Regions from separate parts of the Sus scrofa genome. Here regions 1 and 3 are each linked to region 2. Evidence: chromatin contacts called from public promoter capture Hi-C data. All regions are on one chromosome and are shown on one strand. Each heading gives the region's core, a stretch centred on a gene start, on an enhancer-like site or on the middle of the called end of the contact. The rest is flanking DNA. Distances are from core to core; before and after follow the strand shown. Region 1 holds the start of RPL17 (ribosomal protein L17). Region 2 holds the start of ACAA2 (acetyl-CoA acyltransferase 2). Region 3 holds the start of MYO5B (unconventional myosin-Vb).

What was found. Promoter capture Hi-C pulls out the DNA fragments that hold promoters and counts their contacts.
Region 1: a promoter capture Hi-C map of fetal skeletal muscle shows a contact between it and region 2, with 2.9 times the contacts expected there. The contact joins the promoter of RPL17 here to the promoter of ACAA2 in region 2. A contact is called at or near these places in 2 of 5 promoter capture datasets (fetal skeletal muscle and liver) and 1 of 2 datasets of contacts at active chromatin or transcription factors (alveolar macrophages).
Region 3: a contact with region 2 is called in a promoter capture Hi-C map of liver, with 5 times the contacts expected there. The contact joins the promoter of MYO5B here to the promoter of ACAA2 in region 2. A contact is called at or near these places in 2 of 5 promoter capture datasets (fetal liver and liver) and 1 of 47 Hi-C or Micro-C datasets (skeletal muscle).

The regions. Positions count from the first base shown.
Region 1 is chr1:99,045,959-99,050,450 of Sscrofa11.1, forward strand. It overlaps RPL17 (ribosomal protein L17), which reads right to left and starts at 2,448. Exons shown (of 7, transcript NM_001244558.1): 1 at 2,427-2,448; 2 at 1,612-1,664; 3 at 1,480-1,520; 4 at 598-732; 5 at 271-369. The coding sequence starts at 1,651.
Region 2 is chr1:99,309,437-99,314,121 of Sscrofa11.1, forward strand. It overlaps ACAA2 (acetyl-CoA acyltransferase 2), which reads right to left and starts at 1,323. Exons shown (of 10, transcript NM_001167638.1): 1 at 1,308-1,323. The coding sequence starts at 1,323. It overlaps LOC102158467 (a long non-coding RNA gene), which reads left to right and starts at 1,898. Exons shown (of 3, transcript XR_002344322.1): 1 at 1,898-1,994; 2 at 3,395-3,616; 3 at 4,604-4,646.
Region 3 is chr1:99,808,028-99,812,454 of Sscrofa11.1, forward strand. It overlaps MYO5B (unconventional myosin-Vb), which reads right to left and starts at 2,907. Exons shown (of 39, transcript XM_021093027.1): 1 at 2,835-2,907. The coding sequence starts at 2,882.

The DNA of each region.
Region 1 (4,492 bases), core at 1,198-3,697, 260 kb before region 2:
CTCGTTATGAGTGTAAACAACAAACTACATTAATCATTACTAAGGCAATTATAATGGTTCCTTTGTAAAAGTGCGTTATATTACTGTTTATATTTAAAAATATTCCGTGAAGGGATGTATTGTACTATGAAAAAGGTCCATGTAAGAAAGCTTACCACCCTTCTTAAAATACTGAAAACAAAGAGAAAGACAGTCAAGGAAATCAAACTAGACATAGCAATTTAAACTGAATCCAAGCTTTATGTATAAAAACATTAATGTTTCAGGTACCTTAAGTTCAGCATTACTCTCTGCATTTTTAAGCATGTGCAATAAAAATTCAGCACTCTTTTTGGGCCACCGACCCTGTGTCCAGCCCCACTGTTTGGCCTAAAAATCAAACAAACAAAAAGAAAAGCAGAGACTATTAGCCACTTCCCGCAACTTAAATCAATGTTACAAGATGATTTTAACTGACATCAAGGTTGCTCAGGACATGGTTTTTTTCATGGTTAATCCAAAGGTGTCCTAAGATTTGTCATCACAGCAACCAGAAAGAGATAAAAGACACTTTCCTTTTACAATTTGTCTTTTAAAATGGCAGCTATGAATTCTCACCTGGGCACACCTACCGACTCCACCATTGTAACGACGGAATGGCACACATTGCTTCTGTAGAGTGACGTCTTTCAGATACTTGGTGGCTTTTCGAATATGCATACCCTTAATGGCCTGGGCAGTTTCACGAGTGTTCTAAATACAAATAATATAAGCTGTGAGTTAACCATAATCACAATTTTAAAACATGAAATTCTAAGATTTTCAAAATGTCAACATTGCCAACACCTACAACTTTTCCATGTTATATAATAAAATTCTGTGATCAATACAATGAAATATTACAATATAACGAAATAATGCAATTAAAAATTCTGTGATCAAGAGCTAAGGGGAGTTCCCGTCGTGGCGCAGTGGTTAACGAATCTGACTAGGAACCATGAGGTTGCAGGTTCGATCCCTGGCCTTGCTCAGTGGGTTAAGGATCCGGCGTTGCTGTGAGCTGTGGGGTCACAGCTCCGATTCGACCCCTAGCCTGGGAACCTCCATATGCTGCGGAAGCAGCCCTAGAAGAGACAAAAAGACAAAAAGACAAAAAGACAAAAAAAAAAAAAAAGCTAAGGAAGCTTGGTTTGAAGGTGGAGTCAATCACCTATGCCCTACACTGTCATCCTGTCATCTACAATGTTCCATACCTTCATCTGTACACTAGGTTCCCAAGCAGTTCTTTGGCACTTTTTCCTAATTCTGCAAATGCTAAAGCAACACACTCCTTACATGTATATGTACCAAAAGGTAGCTGCTCAGAATCAATTTATTTTCATGGTAAATCCAAAGGTGTCCTAAGAAACACATCACTGCAGCTACCTTTTCACAATGGTGACAACACTCACTAGAACTCATGGAACAACTCTTGTAGAGTATAGCTGTGGATTCACATACCTTAAAGTGAACACGAAGATTTGAACCTCTTGATTTGCATGCTAAAATACACAGAAAAAATTTGTGTTAATTTTGGGTGTCCTGTAGCCTATTACTCCAAAATAAAAAATGTTTCTTTTCTTGTTCACTTACATTTTGTGGGGTTTTCTGGGTCGAGTGAATAGCGAACCATTTTTAGAGGTCACCTGGAAGCGAGCAAACATAATGCTATCAATACATATTGTAACTCATACTTTATATATGGACCCAACGCAGGCAGCTGCTCAGAGAATAGTTGCCATGACTAATCCAAAGGTGTCCAAGGAAATGCCAGTATCGCAGCCACCCTTTCTATCCAGCGTTCCATCCCCTTTGCAACTACGCTAACTACAGCAGTGCTGACACGGAGCTCAGCAGCCCTCTTTAACCCTCAAGAAGATACCGTGTGTTCCAATCCAAATCTGGATCCTTCAGGCCAAAATAACTCAATCCAACTACAACCCCCTACACGCTCCCTCTATATCTTTCCACTTTCGAGGCTCTAACCCACGTTCAGTGCCACTGAATGTGAAACACACCCAATAACTAAACAAAGCCGCGACTCGAATTGACCTTATTTCCCCAGATCTCTCCGTTCAGTCCCAAACGCCCTTCATTAGCGGCCACCACTTACCGCGAGACACTGGACCTCAGGAGTCAGCACCGACCACAAACTGCCTGTACCTCTGCCACCCCCATTCCCGCGCATCTCGCCCCTCTGCCGGCGGCAGAGGCCGGACAGCATCAGGGAGTCAAGCTGTTAACTCCGAAACGTCCCCCCAGCACGGAGGAACACCATCACTAGTTAAGAATCAGTAACCACGAAGGTCCTGTCCCCAAGAATTTCGAAATCGGTGCAGCCAAGGTCAGGATGGCAGCGATAACCGGAGGATTCACCACTCGCGAAGAAAAGACGAAGACACACTCACCTCAGGCCGCTTACTGGAAAAGAAAGACCGGAGGCTCATGGGAGAACTCAAGAGAACTCGACATCTCGCGATATTTCCAGTCAAAGGAACGAGATTTGAAGAGGGGAGGAGGGCGGAGGAAAAAGGGAGTGTGGAGTATGTTGACGAATTTCCTCCTTAGGAACTGTCTCAAAATTCTCCTTTTTTTTTGTATACAGAAAGAAAGTCATGGATTTTAAATATCAATGAATTAAAAACGTGTTTGTAATTCTAGGACAGAACCATGTATTATTAGGTATAGATGAGACATTTATTCGTCAACGTTTGTTAGTTTTGATTATGTAATTATGTGAAAGCGGTTTATAAATCGACAGTTAATAAGACACACACACAAAAAGAAGATGCAAATGCTGAGATGTAGTTATGGTAATAAGAAAATTCTCAGTATAAGAATATCACCCAATCAATTGTACAGCAAGCCATGTGAAGGATGTACTAACTGAAGGGATGTGCAATTTGTAGATCCACATCTGAGAAAGAATGTCCCTTCCTTGGAAACAAAATGCCAAGAGGAATTTTCTTCCTCACCTAGCTCTTCTTCTGGTTTATTCCCTTAGATTTATGGTAACAGTTAGCTTTAGGTCTTCTTTTTACAGCCTTAATGAATTTCTTGTAAAATGTAAATGAACTCTTTAAATTGTATTTTATATGTATTTACTTCAATCTGTTGTCTAATTCTTTTTTTTTTTTTTTTTTTTTTGTCTTTTTTTTGGCATTTCTTGGGCCACTACCGCGGCATATGGAGGTTCCCAGGTTAGGGGTCGAATCGGAGCTGTGGCCACCAGTCTATGCCAGAGCCACAGCAACGCAGGATCCGAGCTGCATCTGCGGCCTACACCACAGCTCATGGCAACGCCGGATCTTTAACCCACTGAGCAAGGCCAGGGATCGAACCCACAACCTCATGGTTCCTAGTCAGATTTGTTAACCACTGCACCACGACGGGAACTCCCTCTGTTGTCTAATTCTTTATTCATTTTATTTATGTCTAGAAATCTTAGTTATTAAGACAATGGTGAGGAGTTCCCATCGTAGCTCAATGGTTAAGGAACCTGATTAGTATCCATGAGGACATGGGTTCGATCCCTGGCCCCGCTCATTGGGTTAAGGATTTGGCTTTGTCATGAGCTGTGGTGTAGGTCGCAGACACTGCTCAGATCCTGTGTTGCTGTGGCTGTGGCGTAGGCTAGCAGCTACAGCTCTGATTGGACCCCTAGCTTGGGAACCTCCATATGCCACAGGTGTGGCCCTAAAAAGACAAAAAGACAGACAAAAAGACAAAAAAAAAAAAAAAGAAAAAAATAGTGAAATACAAATACAGTCATCCTTAGCAATCTGCTTACTTGTTCTTTAATCCATTCAAAGAACATTCATTGAACACATATTCCTGACTTTGTGCTAAATGCTATGCTCTAATGGGCACTAGGGAAGTCCCAGATCTAGGGAACCCACAGTCTTAGAATGAGGGTAGGGACAGAGAGGTAGGGAACTAAGAAGTGAATGGCCAATTAGGATACTTTGGTGTGAAATTGCTAGAGTGAGCACTTGGAGTAGAAAAGCATCCCTTGAGTAGATGACTTGGCAGCTACACCATGAATGACCAGAAGGAGAGAGCTGGCCATGACAATAAGAGAAAAAGAATTATTATTATTGCCAGCAAGGTAATTCTGTTCTGGAGGAGTTCCCTTCTTGGCTCAGTGGTTAACAAACACTACTAGGATCCATGAGGATGCAGGTTTGATCCCCAGCCTCTCTCAGTGGGTTAAAGATCTGGCATTGCCTGGAGCTGTGGTTTAGGTCTCAGATGCAGCTCGGATCCTGCAGTGCTGTGACTGTGGCATAGGATGGGCAGCTGTAGCTCCAATTTGATTCTTAGCCTGGGAATTTCTATAGGCTGTGGGTACAGCCCTAAAAAAAAAGAAAGAAAAGTCTGCTCTGGGAACTGCAAGTGTTCGGATTCCTTTTGGACATGGTGGGGAGAGATAAGGGGGATTGGTGAACCTGATCTTGAAGGAAACTATTTGGCA
Region 2 (4,685 bases), core at 73-2,572:
ATTCAGAGTTGGAAAGAGCACTGAAAAATTAAATCCAATTATAGGAAACATTTTGTTTCGGAAATCCCATTTTTCACTTGCACTGTTCACAGGTCATTTAGGTTTTTCTGAGCCCCAGATACCCCTTTCCAACTGCCTACCTGTCATCTGCACTTGAGCGGCTCAATATTCTCTTCCAAGTTAAGTCTCCTCAGTTTTTCTCACTCTATAAGCAGTACCATCATGAACACAATTCCTCAAACATGAGACCTGAAGTCATTTTTAATATACATAAACTGTTCTATCGGAAGGTTCTTCAAAGGACACAAAATAAGCATGAGCTTTTCTTTTCTTTTGTCTTTCTGGGGCCACACTTTCAGCATATGCCCCCAGACCAGTGGTCAAATTAGAGCTGTAGCTGCCAGCCTACACCACAGCCCCAGAAATGCCAGATCCGAGCAGCCAGCAGCATCTGCTACCTACACCACAGCTCATGGGAACTCCAGATCCTTAACCCACTGAGTGAGGCCAGGGATGGAACCAAGTCCTCATGGATACTAGTCGGGTTCATGTCAGGAACTACAAGGATGAACTTTTAAAATTCCATTTACTGTGACCATTTGTTATGAAAAGCAGAGTTCATATAATTTTTTAAGTTAATAACCATAGGAGTTCCCTGGTGGCCTAATGGATAAGGACTGATCGCTGTCACTACTGTGGCTCGGGTTCCGTCCCTGGCCCAGGAATTTCTGCACGCTCTGGGTGCAGTAAAAAAACAAAAAACAAAAAACAAAAAAACCAAAACTACAGAATTTACGTCTTCAGTGATTTACACGTTTCTGGTTTCTGGAGTCACTCAAAAGAAATGGAAGGGAAAGGGGGATTAGGTCAGGTTCTCCAACAGAACGCTAACAAGCATGTTAGAGGAGACGGTCACTGCGGCAGAAATTTCCTGGACACCCCAAAAAAACATCCATACTTCCCCCAAGTCTTGCCCACGCCTTGACCAAGGCCGAGCCCACCGGGTTCATCTGAAAGGTACTCCTCTGGCCCCGGCTTACTGAGCAGGCTCCGCCGCCTCCCAGATCGCTGAACCACAGGGTGAGTCACTACCCCGCGGAGACGAAAAATGACCTTCAAGGTCGGAAGTGAGCAAACTGTCCTCTCAACTGGAAGTTGCAGAGGTTACTATAAACAGTGCCTTACAAGTATGTTTTCTCCTGAACCCAAACAATGCTTTCGGCGTTGCATTTCTTCCAAGTCCCCTTTTCTGTGCAGGCGACGCAGATTCCCTCCTAGACCAGACCACAAGGGCCGGAGGCGCTCACCTCGGAGCAGAGCCATGGTGGCTGCAGCGTAGGGTCCTCCTCGATGCAGACCGGCCGCGCGAGGTCCTGCAGACTTTAGGAGCGAGGGGGCGGTGCCAGCAGGGCCGCGCCCCTGCCTTCTCACACATTGGGCACCCAGCCAGTTATCCGCCGCTTTGGAACTCTCAGCCCTCTAAGCGCCATCCCACAGGACTGGGTGGGGGCGGAGGCACTGGGACTAGGGTCCTCGTGAGCGGATTTTTCCCTCACATCGTTTTTAGGACTTTATCTCTGTGTGGTTTTTTTTTTTTTTTTTTAGGGCCACAGCCACGTCATACGGAAGTTCCCGGGCTAGGGGGTCCAATCCGAGTTGCAGCTGCCGGCCTATCCACAGTCACAGCAACACTAGATCCTAGCCCCATTTGCTATCTATAGATCCTTAACCCACTGAGTGTGCGAGGCCAGGAATGAACCTTATCTTCATGGGCACTAGTCAGGTTCATTTCCTCAACGGAAACTCCCATTCTCTATTCCCCCAGGGGGAAAAAAAAAATAATTTGACTCTACCCTATCCATTCTCTTCCCAGCCTTTATAAACCTGCCCCACCTTCCGCAAAAGCTGAAGATCAGTTGGTGCGGCGCTGCCGGAAGTCGAATGGGCGGAGCGTGGAAGATGGCGAGGGGGGATTGGCTAAGCCCATTTTGCAGGTTGGGTAGGCCACTGCCCAGACCGCTGGCAAAGGCCTAGGCCTCTGGGCGGGGGAGGGGAAATAGGTCCCGGGAGGGGGCGGGGAGGTTTGCGCCCTAGGAGTGTAGCGACTGTTTTAGGGCGGAGGCGCCCCCTGTTCCACTTTGCAGGCCCCGAATGAAGCCGCAGTATTTTCCTTATATGATTGGGCCCCATGGCTTGGCAGCGCTGCTGCTGGCCTGGAGCCTGAGAGGATTATAATACGTGACTGGCGAGGTGGGGGCCGGGAACGGGGGTTGGGGGGAAGAGGAGGGGCAGCTGGTTAGGCTAGGGATGAGGGAGGTTAGGGATGCCTCTGCCGCTGTAACTGTGAGCCCTGGTCGATGATGACGTGACCACTGCGCAATCTGAGATCTGGGAACCAGGTGATGGAGTTTGTGCTGAGAACGATCTGAGACCAGGGTAGCAGGAGGCGATCCGGGCAGAGATGGGGCAGATTCTCAGCGCCAGGGCTTGGAGGCCGGCCAGGCTGCCTCAGGCTTCTGATAAGGGGTGGTGGGAGGCTCTGAGGTTTTCTGAGCCAACAGCGAATGCCTTCTCTTCAAACACTTTCGTGGCCCTGTCACATCGTTTGTTGTTGTGGGTTTTTTTTTTTTTTTTTTGGTTTGTTTGGGTTTGGGGTGTTTTGTTTTTGTTTTTGTTTTTTTTTTTGTTTGGGCCGCCACTCGGCATATGGAAGTTCCTGGGTCAGGGATCAGATCAGAGCTGCTCTAGCGTTTTACACCACTGGCTCCGTGTTGGGTGGGGTATCAAAACTGCATCCCGGCGCTGCAGCAAGAACTCCTATTTTTTTTAACCCAGTGTTGTTATTGTGAAAACTTTCTCGAACTTACAGAAAAGTAGAAAGAAACATAGAAAGAGCAAACACTGGTATATTCACTGACTGTATTCTACCCTTAACATTTTGCCATATTTGCTGTATCATTTCCTCTCTTCTTCCATCAAACCATCTTATTTATTTATTTACGCAGACCTTAGTACACTTCACCCCAGGAATACCTTAGTTCATGTTAGAGGTCAGTATTTGTTTACTCTTTTAAGGGAAAATTTCCATGTGTTCAGGATTGAATTGGATTCTTGTAATCCAAACCACTCAAGGCTTTCAAAATGTAATTAGAACATGTCCATAGTTACAGATGTACATCATTCATTTCCCATCCAACTCCCATTTAGCCATTGTTCCCTTTTTCTCACCAGCTATTGTAATTCGATCCTCTGGTTTATTCCTTTTCTTTTTCTGTTTCTTTCATTTGAGCAAATCCAGGAAATTGACAGTCATCGATTCAATACAGAAATTCTAAGATTATTAACATTGTATTTATTTATTTATTTATTTATTTTTGTCTTTCTGTCTTTTTAGGGTCACACCCACGGCATATTCTAGAGGATGAGCAGAGAGTGATAGTAAAATAAAACTGCCACATTTGGGAACTGTTTGTCCAGCATTGAAACAAGCACTTATGAACGCCGTTTATAATTTTTACACTCAGGCAATATGAGAATTGTACAAAACAGAAAAACATAATTCACATAACATCAGACAAATCCAAATTGAGGGACATTTTGCAACTCCATGAAATAGGTAGGGGTTTTTCCTTTCTCTCTCTCTCTTTTTTTTTTTTTTTTTTTGAACTATGACAACATTTTATTTTATTTATTTATTTTTTGCTTCTTAGGCCTGCACCTGTGGCATCTAGAAGTTCCCACCTCAGGGTTATATCTGAACTGCAGCTGCCAGCCTATGCCACAGCCACAGCAACATGGGATCTAAGGCACATCTGTGATTTGCACCACAGCTCACAGCAACACCAGATCCTTAACCCACTAAGCAAGGCCAGGGATTGAACCTGCATCCTCATGGATATTGGGATCTTAACCCAGTGAACCACAACAGGAACTCAACATTTTAGTTTTTCTAAAAAATATTTTATTGAGGTAGAGTTGATTTACAATGTTGTGTTAATTTCTACTGCATAGCAAAGTGATTTAATTAAAAATATATATTATTTTTCACATTCTTTTCCATTATAGTTTATTACAAGATATTGAATATAGTTCCCATTATAGTTTATTATAAGATATTGAGTGGGGCTCTTGAGTGTAGTCCCAACAAGTAGGGGCTTGTTGTTTATCCATCCTATATATATATAGGTTTGCATATATAATGGTTTGCATCTGCTAATCTTAAACTGTACCACAGCAGGAGCTCCTGTGTCATATTTTAGATTCCATTTATAAGTGATGTCATATTTTTCTCTCTCTGTTTCACCTCATTAGTATGATAATATCTAGGTCCATCCATGTTCCTGCAGATGGCATTATTTCATTCTTTTTTATGGCTGAGTAGTAGTCCATTGTGTGTATATACACACCACATATTCTTTATCCATTCATCAGGGCATTTATGTTCTTTCTATGTTGTGGCTATTGTAAATAGTGTGGCTATGAACATAGGGGTGTGTATATCTTTTTGAATTGTAGTTTTGTCTGGATATATGCCTAGGAGTGGGATTGCTGGATCATATGGCAACTCTAATTTTAGTTTGTTTGTTTTTTTTTTTCTTTTTAGGGCCACAGTTATGGCTTGTGGAGGTTCCCAGGCTAGGGGTCTAATCCGAGCCATAGCTGCCGGCCTACACCACAGCCACAGC
Region 3 (4,427 bases), core at 1,657-4,156, 500 kb after region 2:
CATTCTACTTGGGAGTACAAATGGTATTTTCATGCACTTTAACCTAACTAAGCTTCAGCACTTTATACTCCAGATTTTTCCCTGCCTCATTGGTTTCCAGCCTCCCGTCAAGGTTCAGGACAACCCACTTCAGGAAAAGAACTGAAAGTTGACCGCCCAAGACTCCCACGGGAAACTAGGCGGGGTGCCCTTCCAAAGCCAGAAACGCCAGAGATTTCACCTGCTGGCTCAAACCTCACACCCTTTCCTCCTAGAAGCCGTCATTCATCAGGGGACCTAGATGGGGGAGGAGCACGTAGCCAAAGTTGCTGAGACTCCGCCCCCAGCCAGGTTACACCCTCTACTGCCATCTCCTGTCATCCCAACTGGGCCTTGTCCCCCTCCAAGAGGAAGAAGGGATTAGAAAATTCTTCAAATGAAAATGGGTGGCCAGTCCACAAAGCTGAAGGGCTCGCCCACGCGCAGGGCAGCTGCGAGCAGTTGCCAGGTGAGGATGCGGAAGTAGCTCTTGCTCCCCGCCCAGACCTGCTGGCCAGGGGCCTTGGTCCTTTGGATCACACACACACCCCAAGCGTACACCACGCACCCCTCTGCATGCAGAAAGGTGGGTGCGAGGCACTGTCAAATGTGTCCCGGCCACAGAGAAGATAAGCCTGCAGCCTAGGTGTCACAACAGGCAAAACTTTTTTTATTTTTTATTTTTTGAGAGGGGAGGGGTTCGTACTGAAAGGCCTCTGCCCCTCTCACACCCCCACTCCCACCCCTCACCCCGCGCCAAGTTGAAACCCGAAGGGGTCCAGACGACTGCCGCTCCGCGGAGGGCGCTCAGGAAGCGGTGGCTGGCCTCTAACTTTAATCAAAGCAACTGCTGCGGAACCGGGGCTTCTCCGCCCGGCCGCACCTGTTCCCGACTCTTGAGGACCAAACCCCACACACATCCATTCTGACCTTGAGAGCATCGTGTAAATCCACACTCCACCCCCGCGTCAGCATTACTCCGATTCCTTCCCCGAAATGACTGAAGCCCACCAAGTGCCCCCCGCCGAGCGCCCGCTTCAAAATGCCCATCCTTGGCACAGTGAGAATGCACCTCCCCGGGAACTCCCTGGAGCATCCTCCACCCACCGCTTACCCACCCACCCCAGCCGCCGCGCCTCTCACACCAGGTTGGGTCCCCCCTCTCCCCACTCCCAAATGTAGGAACACCCCCCAAGTTGAGGGATCCCCCTTAATGGCACGCGAGGGTCGCCCTTGGGAGCCCACGATGCAGAGCCCCGATGTGGGGTCCACGAGCAGGGGAGCACCGTGGGGGGCTGTGCTAGTGCCGGAGGCTCCGAACTGGTGGGGTCGCTCCTAAGGTATCGGGACCTCGACCGGACTGAGCTGGGGCGAGAACAGCAACCGCACCGAGTCAGGGAGCCTGCCAGGGGTGGGAGCCGCGGGCGGTCAGCGCGGGGCGCTCCCGGAACAGCCAAACTTTCTCTGCCTCCCGAAGTTCGGGGCGCGGAGGCGGCGGCGAGGGGGCAGGCTGAGAGGCGTCCACCGCCGCCCCTACCCGCCGAGCCGCAGGAGAAGGCGCCCCCGAGGACCGCCCTCCCCTCAGCCCTCACCTGTGCCCCGGGCCCGAGGCGGCCCGCACTCACCTGGCTGTAGAGCTCACTGACCGACATGACCCCGCAGGCCGGGCCGGGCCCGGGCTCGAGCTCGGTGCCTGGCGGGCTGCCCTCGCTCGTGCCCCAATGGGGGGCGGGTCCGGCTCTTCGCGGCCCCAGCGGCTCTCAGTCCATGGCCGGCCCTCCTGGCGCCATCTTCCTGGGCTGTTCGAGAGTTTCTCGGTTCTTTCCCCTTTTCTCCAACCTGCCCCGCCGGCTTCCTGGAGGCGCCGCAGCCGGCTCGCTCTCTGCCGGCGCGACCTTTACTCCCGCGGCAGTGGCGGCGCAGCGGCGGCCGGGCAGGAGTGGCGACCGGGCGGGCGGGGGAGGAGGCCGCGCAGCGCCGCTCCCGGCTCAGGTATGGGAGGCGGCGCGGGCGAGGGGGGCGGCCGAGAAGGGAGAGGGCGGGCGCGCGTCCGAGCGGGCGGCGGACGCACTGCCGCCGCCGCCTTTGAGCCCTGCCCGGGCCGAACCCGCCGCGCCCTCTCGCGCCCCCGCCGCAGAGGGGTCCTCCTGGCCGGGGGCGGGGCCGCGCAAGGAGCCGGCGCCGACTGCCCCCTGCTGGACGCCCGGCGCGCTCCGGACAGGTGCGCTCCGGGTCCGGGCACCTGCGGTGGGCGGGGATCCGGTGCAGATCAGAAAAAAAAGAGGTGGAAGTATCCGAGAAGGGAGAAGAGGAATAAAAAGGAGAAATGCTTGCAGCTGAAAGACTCCATACATTTTCCTCTGGATTTACGGGGCTACATTCAATACCTGCATCATTAAAAATCGTTATGTCGTAGATTAGGGTGATTTGGATATACCAAAGATTGTCTCCGCCAAACTGAGCTGCCTGCGCTGAAATCCTGATCGGAAAGGTGGGAGCTGAAGTCTTCTCCACTTTGACAGTTTCACCCACAGCTTGCGGCTAGGCTCCCTACCCCCATCAGAAAATTGTTTGCTTTTCTGGGAAGTCTCACATTTTCTCCGCTCTCTCTCACACGCACTCTCAGTCCCTCTGCCGCTGCCTACCTGATTTACTTTTGTCGGTTCTGCCAGTGACATTGGCAGCGCCACTCCCTCTTCTGCTTGCAACATAAAGTAGAAATTTCAGCCAAAGAGGAAATTAATTGGCAGGAGGCAGTAAAGGGAGCGCAGGAGCTGTAGGAAGAAACATTTGGTCTTTTGAGGTGGCATTTGTACCTGAATGAGTGATGGCCCCTGAGAGTGGCTCTCAACCAAAGCATCCATCTATGTCGCTGGAACAATTGTTCTAGAGCCCCGCTCCCTGAAAGGTGATTCTTAAACTCATCCCATTTAAGACCCTCCCACTTGGAAGACAGGATCTCCATTTAATCCACCTGCAGCCCTTCTCGACTATGCTTCCTCAGTAAGAATCACCTGAGGAGCTTTAAAGCCCTTCCAAGGAAGGGGTTCCCCACCCTGAGGAACTCGGATTCATTGAAGGGTGAGACCCAAGCATCTGAAGTTTTAAGTTCCTCCATAATTCTAAAGGATTTTATTTCCAGGGTTGATAAAGGAAGTGAACAAAGCTTGGGCAACTCTTCTTGGATCTGAAAGGAAGCTCTTCATAACATTGGGAAGAACAAAAAGGAAATGATTCCATCATTTCTCTCTCCCTCAAAAATCTGTCTACATAGTTTCCTTCCCCTTATTCCTTCCCCGTATCCTGATAGTTATGAAAGTGTGACAGCCCCACCCCACCCCGCCCCACCACCCAGGACCATCAGCATCACCTGGGAACTTTTTAGAAATACAACATATGGGGCCTCATCACAGACCTTCCCATCAGAAAGGCGGGGTGTGGGGCTTGGCATCCTGTGTCCTCACCCCTGCCACAGATTCTTTCCTCTCGGGCTAGGAAGGCCCAATCCCCACCTTTGCTCCATATGTCCTTGCCTGCTCCACCACCATGCTCCATCCGTGGTCCCATCTCTCCACTAGCTCTTGACTTTTCCTCTGTTCTCCTTTTCTACTAAAGTTCTTGAAGTGGTAGTTTCTACTGCTGGCTCCACTTACCCACACCCAGTCCCTCTGTAATTCACTGTTTTTCAACATTTTCTGCATGAGAATCACTTTTACGAAAGCAAATGCTTGGCTCCCACTCCCAGAAATTCTGATTTAACTTGTCTTGGATGCTGCCTGGGCAAAGGGGTTTTTAAGAGTTCCTAAATGATTCTAATGACAGCCAAGGTGAAGAGCTGCTGCTTTAATACCCTCCAAAATGGTTTCCTCTCAGCTCCATCCTATTGAAATTGCCATCTCCCTCTGAAGCACGGGCTGGTAACTGGTTCTCCCCATGTTGTTAAACCACCTCCTCCCCTAGCCTCTGTCGTTCTTCTTCTCTTGTTTTCCCAGCCTCACTAACCACACCTTCTGCTTTCTCTTCCTGGTTCCTGAATAAAGCTGTGGCCCATTTCCCAGATCTCACATTTCTTCTCAGGCACACCCCCATTTCATCTCTTACTGCAATATTAACTCTCAAATCCAATTCTAACCTTTAGACCCACTTTTCCACCTGCCAGATAGGCAATGCTAGCAATCCTGCCAGGCCCTTGGACCAACCTGAGGTTCATGTCACCCTCCTTTCTCCCCACCCCCAACCCAGTTCCAACTTTCTGGCTTCCATCATACCTGGCACAAATCAAAAGCTGAATTCATGCTGACTGAACTGAATCACATCCCTGAGGAGAATACTATTCTTGGCCAGAGCTTTGTGGATTTCTAATCCCCAAATCAGATATGGGCTTTCCCTCCTTTGAATAATAATAAAGA